Linked DNA regions of Mus musculus: region 1 is linked to region 2. A link is a contact called in public HiChIP or PLAC-seq data. All regions are on one chromosome and are shown on one strand. Each heading gives the region's core, a stretch centred on a gene start, on an enhancer-like site or on the middle of the called end of the contact. The rest is flanking DNA. Distances are from core to core; before and after follow the strand shown.

The links. HiChIP or PLAC-seq counts read pairs in DNA pulled down with a chosen protein or histone mark.
Region 1: an H3K4me3 HiChIP or PLAC-seq map of bone marrow-derived macrophages shows a contact between it and region 2, with 3 times the contacts expected there. The contact joins two enhancer-like sites. A contact is called at or near these places in 2 of 39 promoter capture datasets (the C10 cell line and embryonic stem cells), 1 of 15 datasets of contacts at CTCF or cohesin (CD8 T cells), 10 of 484 Hi-C or Micro-C datasets (CD4 single positive thymocytes, the G1E-ER4 cell line, bone marrow-derived DN2 thymocytes and 7 more), 4 of 115 datasets of contacts at active chromatin or transcription factors (bone marrow-derived macrophages, effector CD8 T cells, large pre-B cells and 1 more) and 1 of 9 other capture datasets (adipose tissue).

Annotation. Positions count from the first base shown.
Region 1 is chr7:80,626,456-80,631,622 of GRCm38.p6, forward strand. Crtc3 (CREB regulated transcription coactivator 3) reads right to left here. Exons shown (of 15, transcript NM_173863.2): 3 at 3,165-3,284. Among named protein-coding and RNA genes, the nearest start is that of Gm15880, 7.0 kb to the right of the region's middle. Within about 2 kb of position 2,381, at least 231 of the 459 cell types and tissues checked have an H3K27ac peak or open chromatin away from gene starts, as enhancers often do. A contact at or near this core is called in CD8 T cells, the G1E-ER4 cell line, bone marrow-derived macrophages and 1 more, where this site is marked.
Region 2 is chr7:80,712,872-80,718,120 of GRCm38.p6, forward strand. Iqgap1 (IQ motif containing GTPase activating protein 1) reads right to left here. Exons shown (of 38, transcript NM_016721.2): 37 at 4,140-4,248; 38 at 1-1,074. The coding sequence ends at 961. Among named protein-coding and RNA genes, the nearest start is that of Crtc3, 27 kb to the left of the region's middle. Within about 2 kb of position 2,605, at least 105 of the 459 cell types and tissues checked have an H3K27ac peak or open chromatin away from gene starts, as enhancers often do. A contact at or near this core is called in CD8 T cells, the G1E-ER4 cell line, bone marrow-derived macrophages and 1 more, where this site is marked.

The DNA of each region.
Region 1 (5,167 bases), core at 1,131-3,630, 87 kb before region 2:
AGGAAATCTCACATCTTCTAACTTCTATAGGGACCAGATACATATATGTGCACAGACAAACATGCAGGCAAAATACAATATGCATAAAAGATAATTCTTGGGACTAGTGAGATGGCTCAGCAGGTAAGAGCACTGAATGCTCTTCCGAAGGTCTTGAGTTCAAATCCCAGCAACCACATGGTGGCTCACAACCCTCCGTAATGAGATCTGAAGCCCTCCTCTGGAGTGTCTGAAGACAGCTACAGTGTACTTACATATAATAAATAAATAAATCTTAAAAAAAGATAATTCTTAAAAATTAGACTGGTACCATAGACAAATATGAAAGGCAGGAGTTTAAAGTGAGCTGTTTCATAGCTAACAGCATACACACCAGAAAAGCCAAGAAGGCCTCTGTCTCCCTGCAAACTCTGAGTAAGTCACCAGCTGAGGTGTCAAACTGTCCTTCCTGTCACTTGTCACTTGCTGCCCAGCCTTTTGACTCCTCACACAGGACTTATTAGTTCATTAGTGACGCCCCTAGGCTAGCGAACTTCTGTATATCAGCACAGGTCCAGGCCCAGAATCCCAACTAGGGGCTTAGGAAACAATCGCAGAGAGACAGCTCATGATCAGTGAATCAGATCACACTCTGCGCTCAACAACTTTCTCTGCATATCTGTTTGGTTTTTCCTTTCCCTGGGAGCTGGCAAGCTTTGCTAATGCTCTTACAAACTGATTCAGAGCCAGGCCATCCTCTAGGATGTATTGCCCAGAATGAGACAGGTTCCCTGAACACGCAGTACAGTCCTTCCTAGGACTTTACCTGTTCCATTCCCAATGTCAGAACATTTCCTGGGAACTGCTAAGTTCTTGAATATACTATCTATGGTGACTTGAATGAGAACAGCCCTCATAGCCTCTCATGTTTGAATACTTGGTCTCTAGTTGGTAGAACTAGTTAGGAAAGATTAGGAGGCGTGGCCTTGTTGTAGGAGGTGTCACTGGGTAGGGGTGGACTTTGAGGTTTCAGAAGACATTCCCAGTTAGCTGTCTCTGCTTTGAGGTTGTGTCTCAGGATGTGAGTGCCCAGCTATCGCTCCAGTGCCATGCCTGCCAGCATGCTTTCTGCCATGCTCCCCACAATGATGTCATGGACTCTAAGCCCCTAATAAACTCTTTCTTCTATAATTTTCCTTGGACATGGTGTCTTATCACAGAACTAGAAAAGTAACTAAGATACTATCTGAAGTTATTTTCCTTAATTAATTAATTATTACTATTTGCCTCTTAGCTGTCCACCGTCTCCCAAAGGACTGTAAAACTCAAAAATACAGGGTTGATATCCCCTTCATCACTTTGAGCTCTGTGCCTAAGACATTGCCTGGTCCAGGAAAGGGTCTCCATGTGTGTTTAGTGAGTGGACACATCACACCCTACTTCTTTCTTAACCTTTAAGCCTCAATCCCCTTCTCTCTCCCGTCCGTGTCTCTCTCTCTCTCTCTCTCTCTCTCTCTCTCTCTCTCCATCTCTCTCTCCCCCTACCCCTTTTCTTCCCTTTTCTCTCTTTCCCTTCCCCCTCCTTCCAGTCTTTTCCTTCTTCATGCTGAGAATGAACCCTAGGCTGTGCACAAGCCATAAGGCTCTGCCACTGAGCCACGCTACCAGGGAAATTTTTTTTCTTGAACCCAAACCCTCAAGAATGCTAGGCAAGCACCTACCACTGAGCTGCACACTCCAGCCCCTGCACAGTTCAATCAGGCAGAGAAACATCTGGTTGTTTGCTAGAGGATTCCAAGCCATTTGGACAATCGCTCGGTGTGCCACTCCACATCAGATGTGCTCGTTAGATAAACTGCTTCCCTTTACCCTCTACATTCTACATGAAGTGTGGGAAGGAATTCCCACGATCCTACATCATTCTTATGTGCCCTGACGGACACCATGTAACAGAGAGAACTAGAAGTCACTGCAGCCCTGTGGGCTGGATCTGTCCAGTGGGGAGAGCTGGGAGAAGTCAACACTCCCCAGAACCACTGTCCTCACCTCTCAGCAGAGAGAGACCTAGAGGCCATGATGGCCAGGAAAGCTGGGCTTCCTCTCTACATCCCTGCTGTTCCTCACAGGAGTATTCTCCTGCATATGTTAGCATGGCCACTGAGTGGACGAGCCTGGGCTACATGAGTCGCAGCAGTGGACTCTTGGGCAACTTACTCTGATATCTTAGTTTTCTCGTGGGAAAACTGAGGGTTAAAAAACAAACGACTCATTGAATTCTGAGGACTAAATGACATATAAATTGCCTAGCACAGTGTCTGGCATGGGTAGGTGCTCAGTAAACATGAGTGCCCTCCCCCACTTCCTGGTTTCTAAGCTTATGAAGCCAACTCTGCCATCACTGCCAGGAATCAGCTCTCTGCAGGGAGACTCGCCCCGCCCATCTGCTCCTTCCTCCGCCAGGCTTGTCCTGAGCTCAGTGAAGTGAGAGAAGCTTCCTCACTTCTGCCTCTCCTTGTCCTAACCAGCAGGCTCAGGTTTGTCTGCCCCAACCCTCAGTACTGTGCTGGCCCCACTCAGAAAGCCACCCTAGCCTGGCCCCTGTCCGACTCCCAACAGACAGTGCTGAGCTCAGCCGGTCGGGCTCACAGCTCCTTTCTTCATTACTCAGCCACACAGAGTGCGCTGGTACATCTCTGTTTAGGAGGCTTCCTAAACGCCCACTTTACATCTTACCTGTCATTTACTGAGTCTGAGACTAGACAGACAGACAGTCTTGTAAGATTTCCTCTTTCAGTTCCAAAAGCAGGTCATCAGGTCAACAAAACACAAACACATGGATCTGCCTGGGTTTGGCTAGACAGCCTACATCTCTCTAGTTGATTCAAAGTCAAGCTTAATACTGCTGATTTCTGAAGAAAACGTCAAAGATGCCTTGTCCACCAGAACTGAATGCTTATGTTCTGTTCTAGTCAACGGAACTTTACCGACGCTCTCATAACCAACGACCGAGCTCTTCCCAGTCTGGCTGTAGGGATGTTTACAGTTTTAAACTCTGTTACTTTTATTGCTTCCTCTCTGCAGATCAGATGAAGCTCTGAGGCCACAGGGGAACCACAGGGAGATAAATCCCGGCCATTTCTCAATCATTTCAAAACACACTCTCCTCAGACAGGGAAAAAGGATATCTGTCTCCCTGGCTTGTCCCCAGACCTTCGGTGAAGGGGGTGGAAGCGGTTCCGGGCTGGCCTCTCCACCAGCCCATGGTGGCGGGTTCCACGAACATTATCGGCTTGATGAAGTGATGGCTGCAGAGAGAAAGAAGAACAGTTAGCCTCAACCATGAACTGCCACTCACCCTCAGGAGCAACTGGTAACAGACAAAAGCCGGAGCTTCTAACTTTACTATTGCATGTTGGTGCTTTGCGTCAAAGTAAATAAAATGTCACACATGGCTCTGTTTCTATATAATTACAGAATATATCAAAAATAGCCTTTAATGTGTTAATATGGAAGCAGGCAGATTCTATACAAAAATTGTCACAATTAGGAAATGGAGAATCCGGGGGACTACGACTTCAAGCTCTTCTTGCTCTTCTAAAATTCTCCTCTAAGATGTGTTTATTGGGCCAGCAAGATAGGTCAGTGGGTAAAGGTGCCTGCCTCACCAACCCCGAGTCTGAGTTCAACCCCTGATCCCACAAACAGAAGGAAGGAAAGAACCAACTCTATGAAGTTATTCTCGGATCTCTACACAAATGCCAGACGCACTCGCCCCCATACACAGACACACACACACACACACACACACACACAGACACACACACACACACGCACACACACGTTTAAAACTGCAATATCGAGCTGGGTGCCACACACCAGTAATCCCAGAATTTGAAGGGTAGAGGCAGAATAATCACAATTTCAAAGCCAACCTAGGCCACAGGGTGAAACAAACAAATAAACAAAACCAAAAATAAATATCAAAAAGAAATCAAACCCTGTTGCCCTACAGTACTTAATGCTCCTTTTGCTCTTCAAGCCTACCTGTATATAACCTTTACATTATATAACTGTATATAACCTTTACATTATATAACTGTATATAACTGTATATAACTGTATGTAACTTTATATTAACAAGCCTACCTGTATATAACCTTTACATTATATAACTGTATATAACCTTTACATTATATAACTGTATATAACTTTATATTAACTTTTATATTGTTGCACCTCAGAGTGAACATTTCTGATATATAGCTTTTATGCGTGACATTATTTCATAAATATGTTATAAAACCTATTTATTAGTTCAGAAATCACACAGTACTTCATCTCTAGTATTCAAAAAACCAGCAATCTATATTGTAGTTCAAAAATGTATGAAATCCCTCAACATCTTCCACTTGCTAACAAGCTCCTCTGTCCTCCTGGTGTATAAGATGGGGATGATAACTTCCACTCAGGCTTGTTAAGGACATGAAATAAAGGACCAGCAAGATGGCTCAGTGGTTTTAGTTTGCCACCCATGCTTCAGTTTAATCCCCAGAACCCACATGGTGGAGAGAGAAAAGTGACTCCCATAAATTGTTCTCTGAACTCCACGGGTATAATATGAGTAAGTAAATAAATGTAATAAAAATAAGACAAAGTACAATAGCATGAGATCCCTTATGTGTGGACTGCTCTGTCCCATCTGAGTGTGGGCATTAGAGGCGAGTTTAGGTGTGCATATTATCTGGCATGCTGGGAAGCACATGAGAGGTCACCATATGCATCCTACATCCCCCTCAACAGACCAGACCTCTGTGAGGCTCTGCGAGGCCCCGCCTGCTGCGCATGCTGTACCACCTCTCTGAGAGCTAGCTGTAGCCTTCAGTGACCGTCTGGGTGAAGGATTGGAGAGAGGTAAGTGGACCACACGGCTTGCTGTGGCCGTGGTCAATGACTTAGGAGCAAACAGATGTATGTGTGATGCAAACAAACTCTCACACTCTTTTCTTTCTGCTGTGAGAATGCTAAGTCCCAAGCTGGGATGGATGTTCCTTCTGCCTGGACTGCAGGAAGACACAGGAGAGCTTCCCTGGCTGCCCTGAAGCCATTGACCTGTGTAATCCCAGAGAAAAGCGGATGTGTGCTGAGAGCCCCACAGGGTTTAGGCTGACTTCCTGTGGCAAACCCTCTG
Region 2 (5,249 bases), core at 1,355-3,854:
TCCAGGTTTCTCAGGATAAAAGCATGGCATGGATTGTCTCTTGTTGCTAAAATCAAGCAGGGTTATTCAGCAGCTCGGCAGATCGACCCTACTGTAGGCTAGAGAAAAGCTTCAAGAATTCAGATATACAGATTAACCCAATGAAAAAAAACAACCCTTTCTCAGAGTGTTCAAAAGCATTATATAAATCTTTAAAATTCCTATTACTCACATTTTAAGAAATAAATTTATACTTTGGTAAGGCACTCTTGGAATACAGTTTAGAAACAGTTACATTTTGAGCTGGGGGAAGCTATCCTTTGTGGAAGGGATGGTAAGTGCCCCGCCCACTCAGTCTCTAAATGGCCTGCTGTGACCATGGGTTTGCCTTCACCAGGAAGGGCTCTTCGCTAACGGCATTGTCCAGATTTATTGGAGAATTCAAAAGTAATTGCTCTTTTTCTCCTGAAGCTGCTTCATTTGAACAGAGAACAGTAACTTGGATTAGCTCTGCCCACAAAGGCAGCAGCCGGAAGACATCAGACTCCATCCTCTGACTGCGCCGATGGGTTGTACTTCTGGTGAATTTGATGTGCATGCTTGCTATCAACCTGACAGCTTTCACTTCTAAACGAGAATTTGAATTTCACCATTCTTATTGCTAAGTAAAACAAATACCAATGTCTACAAAGTAGTAATGACCACTTAGGAGGCTTTAACAGAAAGGGGTTGGGAGGGGGTCCCACTCTTTCCTACATGATGAGAGAAAATGAGGGAGCAGGGCTGAGGGGAAGTCAGGCTTATGGCTTCACAAGGAGAAGGGAGAGGGCACTGACGTCCGTCCGTCCGTCAGAGGGAGTGTGAACTGAGGCACCGCCACTGGACCAGGTCCTTGCTTCTAAGGAATAATGGAGGATCCTAGAAAGACAGCCGTGAGGTGCTGCCGTTTTTTGTTAACTCTTCTGGGCGGCGAGCGACCCATTACTTCCCATAGAACTTTTTGTTGAGAAGGAAGATCAGGAGGTTGACATTCACTTTAGCTCTATCAAATAATTTCATAACTGCAACTCCTTCATACTGTAGCTGCAGCAAGTCCTGTTTAAAAAACAAAACAAAACAATTTCACCATCGAATCCAGAACAAGAAAAGGAAGGACCCCACGATCCAGGAGAGGAGAGGCAGGACTTCTGTGCCAGGTGTGAAATGGTGCAGCAGGTCAGACACACTTCTCAGTGCAGAGCTTTACGGGGCACGACTGCCCTGGGGCCAGCTACCCTGGGTGCTGGAGCAACAGGGAGCCTACAACTTAGTCTTAGGTTATCATTTAGTTTATAGTAAAAGATTCTAAACACAAAGGGAAATTAGGAGTTATGTTCAGTTAAAATACATTTAAAGCTTATTTCAAAAGTTACAACGGTAGGGGCCGCTGGAGCAGTGAGCAGGGCATGGATGAGTGGGTGAAGCATCATCCTCAAGAGGCAAAGGGGAGGGTGGAGAGGGGAGAGGGGAGATGGGATGGGATTTGTTGAGGGGTAACTGGAAGGGGGATATGATTTGAAATGTAAAGGAATGATTAATCAAAAAGAAGTTATGATGGCATTTCCCCATTGTTTCAGATGTAGGTTAGAGGTTTTAATACACATAGAAAAAGTAAAGGCATTTCAATTTATGAAATATGCCAATGAGAATGAGAAATGAAAATGAGAATGACCTGTAATGTCTCAGTACCTACCAGTTGCTCTGCCCCCGCCCCGCCTCCACCCCTGGCACTTTTGCACAGGCTGACCGAATACTCCTGACCCCATGGTGGGATGACAGGTATGTGCTGCCTGGCTCAGTTTCTACAGTGCTGAGATCAAACCCAGGGGTTTGTGCCTGCCAAACAAGCATTCTACCAACAGAACTACATCTCCAGCTCTGCAGTCTACTGGAGTCCTTTGTTTTTAGGAGACTGAGCCCAGGGTCTCTTGTAAACTGAATATGACTCCAACTTCAACTCCGCATGAGAAAGGTTGTCTAACGTAAATGCAAGTACAACAGGAGGAGCAACCATCCAGCACCGAGCCTGTGTGTGGCCTCGGTTAGGCACCTTACACACTATTTTTTCAAGGCATTACAAAAACCTTATGAAGCATAATTATCTGAACTTTAGAGATGAGCTGCTGAGGCTCAAAGTGTTGGGTGGCAAGGCCATCAGGAAAGAGCTGGCTCTGGGGTGATCGGTATGATCGGCTGTTTTCTAATGTTCTCTGCAGTCCTGGCGGCTTACGACAGCACTGTCGTCACTACCACTAAACTGGTGAGTGGTGGTGAGGAAGGGCATGAAGGGACCGCAGTGTCCCAAGGATGGGGACCATGGTGTGTCCTCTCTGCCTAGCCTAACCCTAACCCCAGGCACCTATGAGGCAGACCAGTTCCTGAATCCGAGCAGCAGTGTACAGTCTCCTTAGCAGACTGGTTGGCCTGCACTGGCAGTGAAACCAATGGAATAGGGACTGTATGCAGTATGCTTAGTTACAGTGTGTGAAGAAATCCTTTCACAGTTACTGAATTAATATGCGCTGAGAGACTACTGGTTACCAACAGGGAGGTACAGATGACTAAGACATACTGTCTTAGGAGTTCCCAGTTTTGGGGGTGGCAGGGAAATGAGTCAGCTCGCACTGTCAACAGAGGATGTCTCAGGGCTGCTGAGTCAAGGGGAAGGGCCATCACTGCGGCTGTAGGGGGGCAGCGCGGGCCAGTGCTCACTGTTTGATGGAGGCAGGAGGCAGGTAGGGAGCAGAGGGAGGGAGGCTGATTCCAGGAGGGGAGAGCATCCTGTGCAGAAGGCGGAACGCTTGCTCACAGAGAGGCACCAGCCTGGTTTGCTAGACCACGGCAGTGGCAAGCAAGGCAGGGTGTGGCAAGACATGGAAGAGCAGTTTGGCAGTAGAGCATGTGTGAGGCTCAAAGTTTGATTCTCAGCACTGCAAAAGAAATGAGCCAACCAGGCTGAAGAGGTCACTCACTGGTTAGGAGCACTGACTGCTCTTCTAGAGGTTCTGAGTTCAATTCCCAGCAACCACATGGTGGCTCACAACCTTCTGTAATAGGATCTGATGCCCTCTTCTGGTGTGTGTCTGAAGACAGCTACATACATAAATACATAAATCTTTAAAAAAAAAAAAAAGAAAAGAAAAAGAAACCAACCAACAAAAACCGTAAGAGGTCTACTATGTGGTACACACATAGTTGGGTCTGGACACCGCTCATGAATCCTTTCAATTGTCTGATTATTTCTGGCTTTGGATTTTGAAGATTGCTTTCACTATACAGGCTGGCCAGGAATTACAATGAAGTCCAGGCTGGCCTCAAACTCTGAATCTTCTTGCCTCTGTCTCCTGAGAGCTGGATTACTGGTGCGTGTCACCATCCTTATTTGGTACATTTTTTAATGTGCAAAAATAGATATTTAGGCAGCTCGGCATGGTGGCACATATCTATAATCCCAGCATTTGGGAGAAACAGGAGAGTCAAGTGTTCAAGGCCAGACTCAACTACATAGTGGATTTGAGGATAGTTTGGGCTACATAAGATTCCTCCCACTCCCCAAAATCAGGTATTTGGGGTTGGAAATTGAACTCAGTGGGAAACAGCCTGCAAGCACAATGCTGAGGGTCAAATGTAAGCACCAGAAAGAAAAAAAAAAGAAACTTAAAAATAAATTAGGGGCAGCTACGTTATAAAACGGCTACAGAGTTAATTTTGAATTTAAAATGTGATTCAGAGTTACAACGAGGCAATGTGTTCACAAATTTTAGTAATATCCCTAACAAAAGGTATCCATATCAAATAAAAATGAAAACAAAGAGAGATTTCAAGTACAGAGCAGCAAAGAATCTCTTACTGCTAACACTGGTGGTTAGGTACCTCCTTCAAGGCCAGGGCACCAGCTCATCAGGGCTGGAGTGAAGATTCAGGTGTCAGAGCACTCTAAAGCATCCGCACAGGACGACTCTCAGAGGACACAGACCACACCCAACTCCCCAAGCCCTTAGCTTCTCCCAACTAGGCGCCCACCGAGCTCTCTGAATACACAAAGCTCTCCCCAAAGGCTTTCCCTTATCTTTTCTCCCACCTCATCGGAGAGCGTCACGCCTGAGCCTGTGCACACCCACCTGATAATGCAACATGAAAGTCTCCATCTGAACTCCCATGAACTTGGCTTTTACTTCAAAGTCTCCAACTTCTTCTGTTGGACCAATTTCGAAGATAACATTTTTAAATCTGTTGAAACACAACACCGTATGTGTGAGCTTTGAGTTTTTAGGTAATGAGACTCTGAGATGGGGGAGGGGGCACTAGGGGTAGATTCTGGACCTAAGTTCGCCTGGAGCGGCAGCGCCATTGGCAAAAGCATCCTGCTGTGGTGTCTGCTTTGACACCTGGAGAGAGAAATGGTCACCCCTCCCTGAAGCACTTGCAATTTGTTCCAAGACGGCCCATGAGAAGGCCACCAAAGCCTGAAATGGTGAGACCAGATGGCCCCGCCCTGAAGCAACAGTCAAAAGTCAGTGAGAAAAGGAGCAGGGTGTGGTGGCGCACACCTGCCATCCCAGCACTCGGGAGGCAGAGGCAGGGAGATACCTGAGTCTTGAGACCAGCCTGGTCTACAGAGTGAGTTCCAGGATACCCAGGGCTACACAGAGAAACCCAGTTCTTGGGGAAGGGGAGGGTGTTTGAGGATTGTGAGAGATGAGTGAGGAAGCAGAGGGGTCAGCAAGGTTGCTTTACTGGACTGAGAATGTATGTACTTAAGGATGAGTACACACGGCCCTAGGCAGGAAACCACACAGCACCAGCAATAAGTACGATTATGCTGCTCCCCAGGAGAACAGAGCAATCACTCCACATCTGCAGAGCTCCGTAGAGCTGTGGCCCACTACAGACAGTGAAGAACCAGTAAGGGTGCCCAAGAGGTCTCCAAGGGGATAAAGGAGCGCTCACAGCATCCGTGCTCAGAAACGGGGTGGTTTCACCTTACCTGCTTGGAACGCCTCCTTCCTACGGATAATTGCTTTGTGCAGTAATTAGTGTGAATGCACTTGGTAAGTCTTTTAGTGTCTATGCCCATAGCAGCAAATGAGAGAGAAGAGATGCAAACAGAGGGGCACAGGAAGATTAGTGGGAAATGATGACAGACAGACGGGAAGAATCTAGGTCAGAGACTGGGGGACTGCAAATGTCAGAACAACCACACAAAAACCAAACACCACAACAGAATCAGT